Regions from separate parts of the Sus scrofa genome. Here region 2 is linked to region 1. Evidence: chromatin contacts called from public HiChIP or PLAC-seq data. All regions are on one chromosome and are shown on one strand. The core of a region is the stretch at or near the end of the contact, and the rest is flanking DNA. Distances in the headings are between cores, read along the strand shown.

Region 1 (3,737 bases), core at 828-3,327:
TCAGCCCAGAGCCCAGCCCCATCCTGTCCATTCACCAAATTTGTACGGATCACCCACCAAGTGCCAGCACACAGCCCCTGGGGCCAGGGAGGACTCCCAAGCTCCTGAAGGGCAGATGTTTGCCATGAGAAAACACCCAGGCTGGAAGGCAGGTGCTCCTGCAGCCAGGGCCCAGCCCGGGGGGGCACTGCTGGCTCCCACCCAGAAGCAGAGGAGGTGGGCCCACCCTTCAGTTTCTCCCTTGTGTCTCCCAGGACCCTCTACGGGCAGCGCTGCCCGCCCACAACACACCCTCTGTGGGATAAACTTCCTTCTCTGCCTGCCTGTCCCCCCTCCCCCCGGATTTCCTCCCTGAGGCACAAGGTCACTCCCTGGGAGACCAAGAGCAGCCACAAGGATAGTCTCTCTCGCAAGAAGTGACCCTGCCGGCCCGCCCCCCCCACCCCCCGCAAGCACTTCAGCCCACCATGAACATCTGGAGGCCAGAGGTGAGCGCAGCAGTGAACACTCAGCACCTGGTCCCCAAATCCCTCAGGGAAGAAATTCCAGCCTGCCCTGAGAGGACAGCACCTCCAGCCTGCTGAGCTTCTGGGAGCAGTGGGGAGGCATGGGGTGGGGGGCTGGGGGGAGGCCAAGGAGAAGGGAGCCACTGTCCCCGCTGGGTTCCACGTCTGTGCAAGGCTCTCCCAGTGCCAACCCTACAGGAACTGAGCGTGAGAGGGAGGCGACCTGTTTAAGGCCACGGGTTCAGGATCAGGATCAGTTCCCCTTCCAACAACCTCTCACCGAGTGGGTTGCCGTGTTCACCAGAGCCGGGTGTACGGACCTCTGGGGGTAGGAGCCCAGGTGACGCCCTCTCAGCTGGGTGGGCCTAACCATCCACTCACACCCAGGGGCAGGGGTGCCCCCGCCTCCGGGGAGCTGAGCCACCCAGCCTCCTGCCTAGACCCAGATTTGATTAGATCACAACTGTTTGCAGAATTTGCACAACACTCTGGGGCCTGTGAGAGCAGATAAAACGCCTGCCTCGTGGTTGCTGGTGGGGCAATGGACTGCAACTTTCTCTAAGTGTGTTCCCCACTTCAGGGACTGAGGCCACCAAGCACTGTGGGTCCCTTCAGGCTCTGCGATGGTCCCCACTCCTTTAGACGAGCCGGCGGGGGCGGGAGTGAATGGGGCGCGCGCAGTGGGAGGTGGGGGGCAACTCCATCTAGTCTTTTGAAAAGAGTGAAACCAGCACCTGCGCTGCGCAGGGCAGGGCGCAGCTGCCACGGGCGGGCCCCCGAGGCCCGACGGTCCCCACCCTGCCCGCGGGCGCGTTCCCCCAGGGCAGAAGGGCGGGGGCTGCAAGAGGCTCCCACCCCCGCCGGACAACAAGCGTCAGTGCGCGCAGAATGGCCCATTGTTCCGCCTCGGGACCCGCAGGCGGTGGGGGGCGCCGGGCCGTCCCGGGACAGGGGCACGTGGGGGCCCTTTGTGTCCGGGGAACCCGGAGCGGGGAGGAGCCCCGCGCCTCCTGGAAAGAAACCCGCGCGGCCACTTGGCCCCACTCCTCGGCCTGCGCGGGCCCCGGCCGCCCGGTGTCGCGTCTACCCTCCCCTGCAGCCTCCCGAGAGGTGGCGGGACAAGAAGGCCGGGGGCGTCCAGCGCGCGCGGAGCCGGGGCGCGCAGAGGAGCCAGGGCGCTCGGGGGTAGGGGCGGAGGTTGCAGCGGAGCCCAGCGGGGTGGCCCAGAGGGGCTCGGCGAGACCCCGCGCACTCACCTGGCGGCGGTGGTGGCTGGGCTTTCGGTAGCGGCAGCGACAGCGGGCGGCGCTCTGGAAGCGGGGCTGGGCTCGTCCGGCCCGCGCGCCGTTTTGTTCCGCTCCCGGGGGGCGTGTCCCGGCCACGCCAACCAGTGGGCTTTGCACACTGCACCACACCAGCGCCGATGTCACCACACCGGGGCTGATGTCACCGCATCGGCGCTAAGGTCTTGGCGCAACCCCCCAACCCCCCAGCGGGGTCCCCAGGCCCGGGGCGACCCGGCTGCGCCCGGGGGACCCCCTGTGCCCCCGCCACGGAGGAAGCCGCGTCTCGCACGTGCCCGGAACTTCTCAGGGTTTCCTGGCGGCCGGATGCGAGAGGGTGGAGACACAAGTCTGAGAGCTAAGACTTCTGATAAAACCTGCGCCACAAGAGAAGGGGCGGGCGTGGATGGCGGTGGGGACGGTGGTGGGGTCTCACTTGTTCTGGCGGCAGGGTGGCAAGGACACATCTGAGCACCAGGGTAAGAGAGGCCTGAGTTCGGATCCCGCCCCTTCCGTGTACTAGCTGTTGCCCTGGCCTAGATTCCAAATCACCCCCCACCCCCGCCCACAGGCTCCGCATCTGTGAAGGAGCTGTAATCCACAGGGAAGGGGTGTGTTTTGGGGGGAGACGGGGCAGATCTTCTAAGCCTTCTACGCCCTCAGCAGTGGCCCTCGGTGAGTGTAACGCCCTCCTCCAGCAGCTCTTCCTTCTGGGCTTCCCCAATCTCCCCTGCTCTCCAAAGGAGGCTGCCCCACCCCTCCCCCAGAACAGCAGCTCTGAAAAGTGGGTGCCGCCCTCAGCAGCTCCCAGCCCTTCCTGTGCCTGCAGCAGCGGGCATCTCAGAGGTCAGAGCCGCCCGCTCCCTGCAGAGCTGTTCCTGGGTCAGGATAGAACCTCCACCTCTGTCCTGGGCAGAACAGCCCAGAAACCTGGGGCTCTGGAGGGAGAGGGAGTCACCCCCTGGCAGAGGGGTCCTGGTGGGGGGCAGAGCGAGCCCAGCTCTAAAGGAAGGTGCCGGAGTTCCCCTCGTGGCTCAGTGGTTAACAAATCCAACTAGGAACCATGAGGTGGCAGGTTCGATCCCTGGCCTTGCTCAGTGGGTTAAGGATCCGGCATTGCCGTGAGCTGTGGTGTGGGTAGCAGACGTGGCTCAGATCCCGCGTGGCTGTGGCTCTGGTGTAGGCCAGTGGCTACAGCTCCAATGAGACCCCTAGCCTGGGAAACTCCATATGCCACGGGAGTGGCCCTAGAAATGGCAAAAAGACGAGGAAAAAAAAAAAAGAAAAGAAAAAAATAAAAGAAGGTGCCATCTGCTCCCCCAAGTCCTGTTCGGAGGAACACGGAGACCTGAGAGAGACTGAGAACTTAGGGAGACAAAGCACTTCTTTGGGTCCGCGGTGTCGTAGCTCATTCACTGCATTTCCAGGTCGAATGGCACCCTTTGCACTGGGAGCACACCGAGTGGGGTGCAAACCACACTCAGACCTCGGCGCACATTTCGCTGTGCTGTGCCTGCTCCCCGGGTGCCCTGCTGTTTGCCCTCATGGGCTCCAGTGTCTCTGAGAAGGAAGCCTCCTCTCGCCCATGGCTGTGGCCCCGGGGGCAGGTCTTGGAGGGCTGCTGGGCAGCTGGTGGCCCTTCCTCCGGGTCACGCACAGGTGCAGCTGCCACATCTTCCAGCCTGGACAGGTGTCGAGGCCTCAGACCCTCACAGGCCTCATTTACAGCCCCAGGTGGCCGAATCATCTCTCCTCCAGGAATAAAATCAAGCATCTTAGAATCCAGAAAATGAGGTGTTTATCTGGGCTTTTCTGACTTCCTGGCCTAAGAAACAGCTTTCTTTGGGCCAGGCCCATCATGCAAACAGGGCCTCCAAGGAGTTCCCGTCGTGACGCAGCAGAAGCGAATCCAACTAGGAACTATAAGGTTATGGGTTCGATCCCTGGC
Region 2 (3,737 bases), core at 627-3,126, 250 kb after region 1:
AGCGAGCCGTTGTACACAGTTGCTGTAACCATCATCAAAGAACTGGGCCGCCCCCTCGGTGATTTGCCTGAACAAGAAATTGGCTGATCCTTAAATCCATGCCAGGGCCAGCGGAAGAAGCCTTTCTCCCGTCACTGCCAAAGGCCCCTCGTCGAGGCTCTCTGTCCACCAGGCATGTGTCTCCCCAGCCAGAGTCACCTGTTCAACGCCATTGCATTTCAATAAAGTTATCTCCTGTGTTGTCTGCTGGCACTCTCTCACTCCCTCTCTGGTGTCTGTCTCTACTGGTCTTTTGGCCTTTCCTTGCTCTGGAAGATCATTTGGCTAATCCAGAGGTGAGACCCACCTGCCTGTTGATGGCTGACCCTCCAACCCTAAGCAGGAGTCTCTGGGCCCCTTTGGTTGTGGGTATGTTTGTGTGTGTGGGGGGGAGGGTCTTGCCTGCACAGACCCAGCATCCTTCACCAGAATGCAAAACATCCAGCCCAGAAGTCCTTCCTTCATGGCCATGGTGTTAGAAAACATACCACCTTCTGGACCTGGGGGAAAAGTGAATCAACCTAGGAGAAAAGAGGCTGTTCATTCTAATGGAGTTCTGCTTCTCCTGGCCACTCAAAGAAGGAAAATGACAAATCCTACTCTTCCCCACTGTGAAACTTTGGGGTCCAGGAGGCAATCTTTCCCCTAGGAAACTGCTATGGGGACCCAACCCAGCTCTGCCCTCTATCAGGGAGGTGGCAAATAGTTCAGAGCTCTCCCTGAAATAAGCAATCAAGGAAAAGTTCCCTGGTGGCCTAGCAGGTTAAGGAGCCAGCACTGTCACTGCTGTGGCTCAGATTTTTGACCCCTGGCCCAGGAACTTTTGTATACTGCACGTACAGACAAACACGAGAGGAATCATTCTTTCAGAAGAATACTCAGATGAAGTGACCTGATCCCTGATTGTTGACAGCTTAGCATCCACGGTCTTAGAACTGGGCTAAGAGTGGCTACCTGGTCCTCTTTGCCACTTAGGAACAAGTCATGATCCCTAGAAACCATTTTAAGGCATTCAACCTGAACAGCTTATTATGAAACATCTGTCCTGTTTGGTCTGAACCTCCCACCCCAACAATGGTACCATCCTTCTACCACGGCAAGCATTGCATTCACTCTCCACCCTTTAAAGGTCCAGTGGTAACTCACCTGGAGAAAAAATTTACACTTTCTCAGCACATGGGACTTATTCTCCAATAGTCAGATAAGTACTTTCTCTGGAGGGGACAGCCTTACCGACGCAGGTCTCTCTCCTGGCCAGCGACTATCTGACCATGAGGTTAGGCTCACCTGGCTGGAAAAACCATGGACCCGGCCTCTGCAAGATGACCGCTCCCCTCTGCCCAGCCCACTTCAGATTCTTTCCCTGCCCTTTGGATTCCTGAAACTGCGATGAGTTCCCTGTGGTGGCTCAGTGGGTTAAGGACCCAACATGGTCTCTCTGAGGATGCATGTTCCATCCGGGCCTCGCTCAGTCGCTTAAGGATCTGAGATTAAGAGACTCATTAGTTGTGGGGGGAAAGAGGTCGGCTTCCAACCCCCTCCCTAAAGCCTTGTCCACTCATTCCCATCCCACCCTCTCCTAACGCAGCATCTCACCCCGAAAGGATCCGTGCAAGAGGAGGTACAGGTCTTGGCCTGAGCTGCGGCCAAGGCTGCCCACGCGCTGTCTGCGGCCGTCGGGGAGCCCGCACCTCGCGGGGGCTCACTCGACAGGCTTCCCGCTGAGGCGCTGCAGTTCTTGTCTCCACCGCAGGCGGCGCTGTCTCGGGAGGCTCATGCCGCTGCCCCGCCCCTCGCGCGCCCGCCCGGCCTGTGCGCAGGCGCGGCTTCGCGGATTGGCCGCGCGCGGGAGCCGTCCGGCGGCGGCGGGTCGGGCCGCGGGGCTGGCGCGCGGCGGGAGAAAGATGGCGGCGGCGGCGGCGGCTGGCGCGGCCTCGGGGCTGCCGGGGCCGGTGGCCCAAGGGCTGAAAGAGGCGCTGGTGGATACGCTCACCGGGATCCTGTCTCCGGTGCAGGAAGTGCGGGCGGCCGCCGAGGAGCAGATCAAAGTGCTGGAGGTGACAGAGGGTGAGTGAGGCGGGTCGTCGCGAGGGCGGCTGACCTGGGCCGCGCTGACCGCAGGCTGGGGAGGGAGGGTCCTGGGGAGGCTAGTCAGGGAGGCCGGTGGGGAAGGAGGGTTCTCCCGGGAGGGAAGGTCCCCCCGGGAGGGAGGCGCCTGGGCGGCGGCGTGGAGGGTCCTGGAGAGGCCGGCCGGGGAGGGAGGATCCGGGGCGGGAGGGTCCCGGAGGGAGGGCCCCACGGAGGGAGGGTCCAGGGAGGGAGGCTCCGGGAGGACCCTGGGCGGCGGCGCGGAGGGTCCGGGGCAGGCGCGCTGAGCGCGGGCCCGGGCTCGCTCTCGGCCGGGAGCGCGGGGCTGGGCGAGCGGGCGGCGGGGTTGAGGCCGCGGCCGTGGGCCGGAGACCTGGCGGGACCGCGCCTCCGCGCGCCTCCCCGGGAATCAGTCAGACGCCTGTGCGGCCGCCTCCCCTCCCGCGCGCTCCCCGGGGCTTTTCGGAGTGGTTGGCACTGCTCGGGGAAGCTGATCATCCTTTGTCTTTGAGTCTTTGTCCGCATCCTCCTAGTATAGGCTTGAGAATGATGGAGGAAAGAACGAGCCTCTGGCTTGAGGTCGCCTGTCAGTTCCTGCCCAGCGGGCCTTCCCCAGGCCCGGGGGAGCCTTGCTACACGGGCAGTTTGATCCTGAACCCAGAGGAGAGAAATCCTCTCGGGCTTTATGTCAGAAATGCGTCTGGTCCGTCGGGGCTCCGCTCCCCCAGCTCAGCAGGGAGGTTCCACCAGCACTCAAATTGCCGGTGGTCTGACCAGGCACTCTCAGAACCTCGCAGTGGCCCTCCTACTGGACTTAGGGTTTTTGTTGAAAAAGACTTAAAACAGCTTTCCTTTAAATGTAACGTCCTCCCACGACATGGAGCACCATTGAAAACTAAGTCACTTCTCTTGGAAATACTTAGAGATTTGGGATCCAACAGGTTAGGGACCCGGTTTTTGAAGGCCTAGTTGGAGCTGTCATTGTTCTGGAAAATGTCAGACACTGCAAGAGGAGCAACCTCGGGATAGAAGAAAGCTCTCTGGGAGCCATGCATAGGTTGATCTGTGGGAGTTATTATAGCCTCCTGGGTAAAATTCCTTTATTCACAATCTGTCTCCCTTGAGTATGAAGTGACAAAGCAGAGGAACCTCATCACATTCAAGTTATTGCTTGCATAAAGTTGAAGGTTTAGGGTATGACCTGCAAGGTTGAATCAAGTTTTTGGAGTTGAATGTGGTATTTGGGACCCTTTGGAGGTGGTTTGTGTTTCTAAATAGCCTAATTCCTTCTTTTTATTTAAAAACTGGGTGTTCCCATTGTGGTGCAGCGGAAATGAATCTAGCTAGTATCCATGAGGATGCAGGTTCGATCCCTGGCCTCTCCCAGTGGGTCAGGGATCACAGCATTGCCATGAGCTGTGGTGCAGGCCGGCAGCTGTAGCTCCGATTTGACCCCTAGCCTGGGAACCTCCATATGCTGTAGGTGTGGCCATAAAGCAAAAAAATAAAATAAAAAATAAATAAAAACTGTAGAAATTCATGCCTTTCGGTAACCTCTCTTTGAGATGGAGAATGGCGATCCATTCCTCAGATTCAGTACCTTGCTTTTC

Evidence for each region. HiChIP or PLAC-seq counts read pairs in DNA pulled down with a chosen protein or histone mark.
Region 2: an H3K27ac HiChIP or PLAC-seq map of alveolar macrophages shows a contact between it and region 1. The contact joins the promoter of IPO9 here to the promoter of CSRP1 in region 1. A contact is called at or near these places in 3 of 5 promoter capture datasets (fetal liver, fetal skeletal muscle and liver) and 1 of 2 datasets of contacts at active chromatin or transcription factors (alveolar macrophages).

The regions. Positions count from the first base shown.
Region 1 is chr10:23,861,943-23,865,679 of Sscrofa11.1, forward strand. It overlaps CSRP1 (cysteine and glycine-rich protein 1), which reads right to left and starts at 2,078. Exons shown (of 6, transcript XM_003357676.4): 1 at 1,763-2,078.
Region 2 is chr10:24,108,250-24,111,986 of Sscrofa11.1, forward strand. It overlaps IPO9 (importin-9), which reads left to right and starts at 1,877. Exons shown (of 24, transcript XM_021064520.1): 1 at 1,877-2,106. The coding sequence starts at 1,944.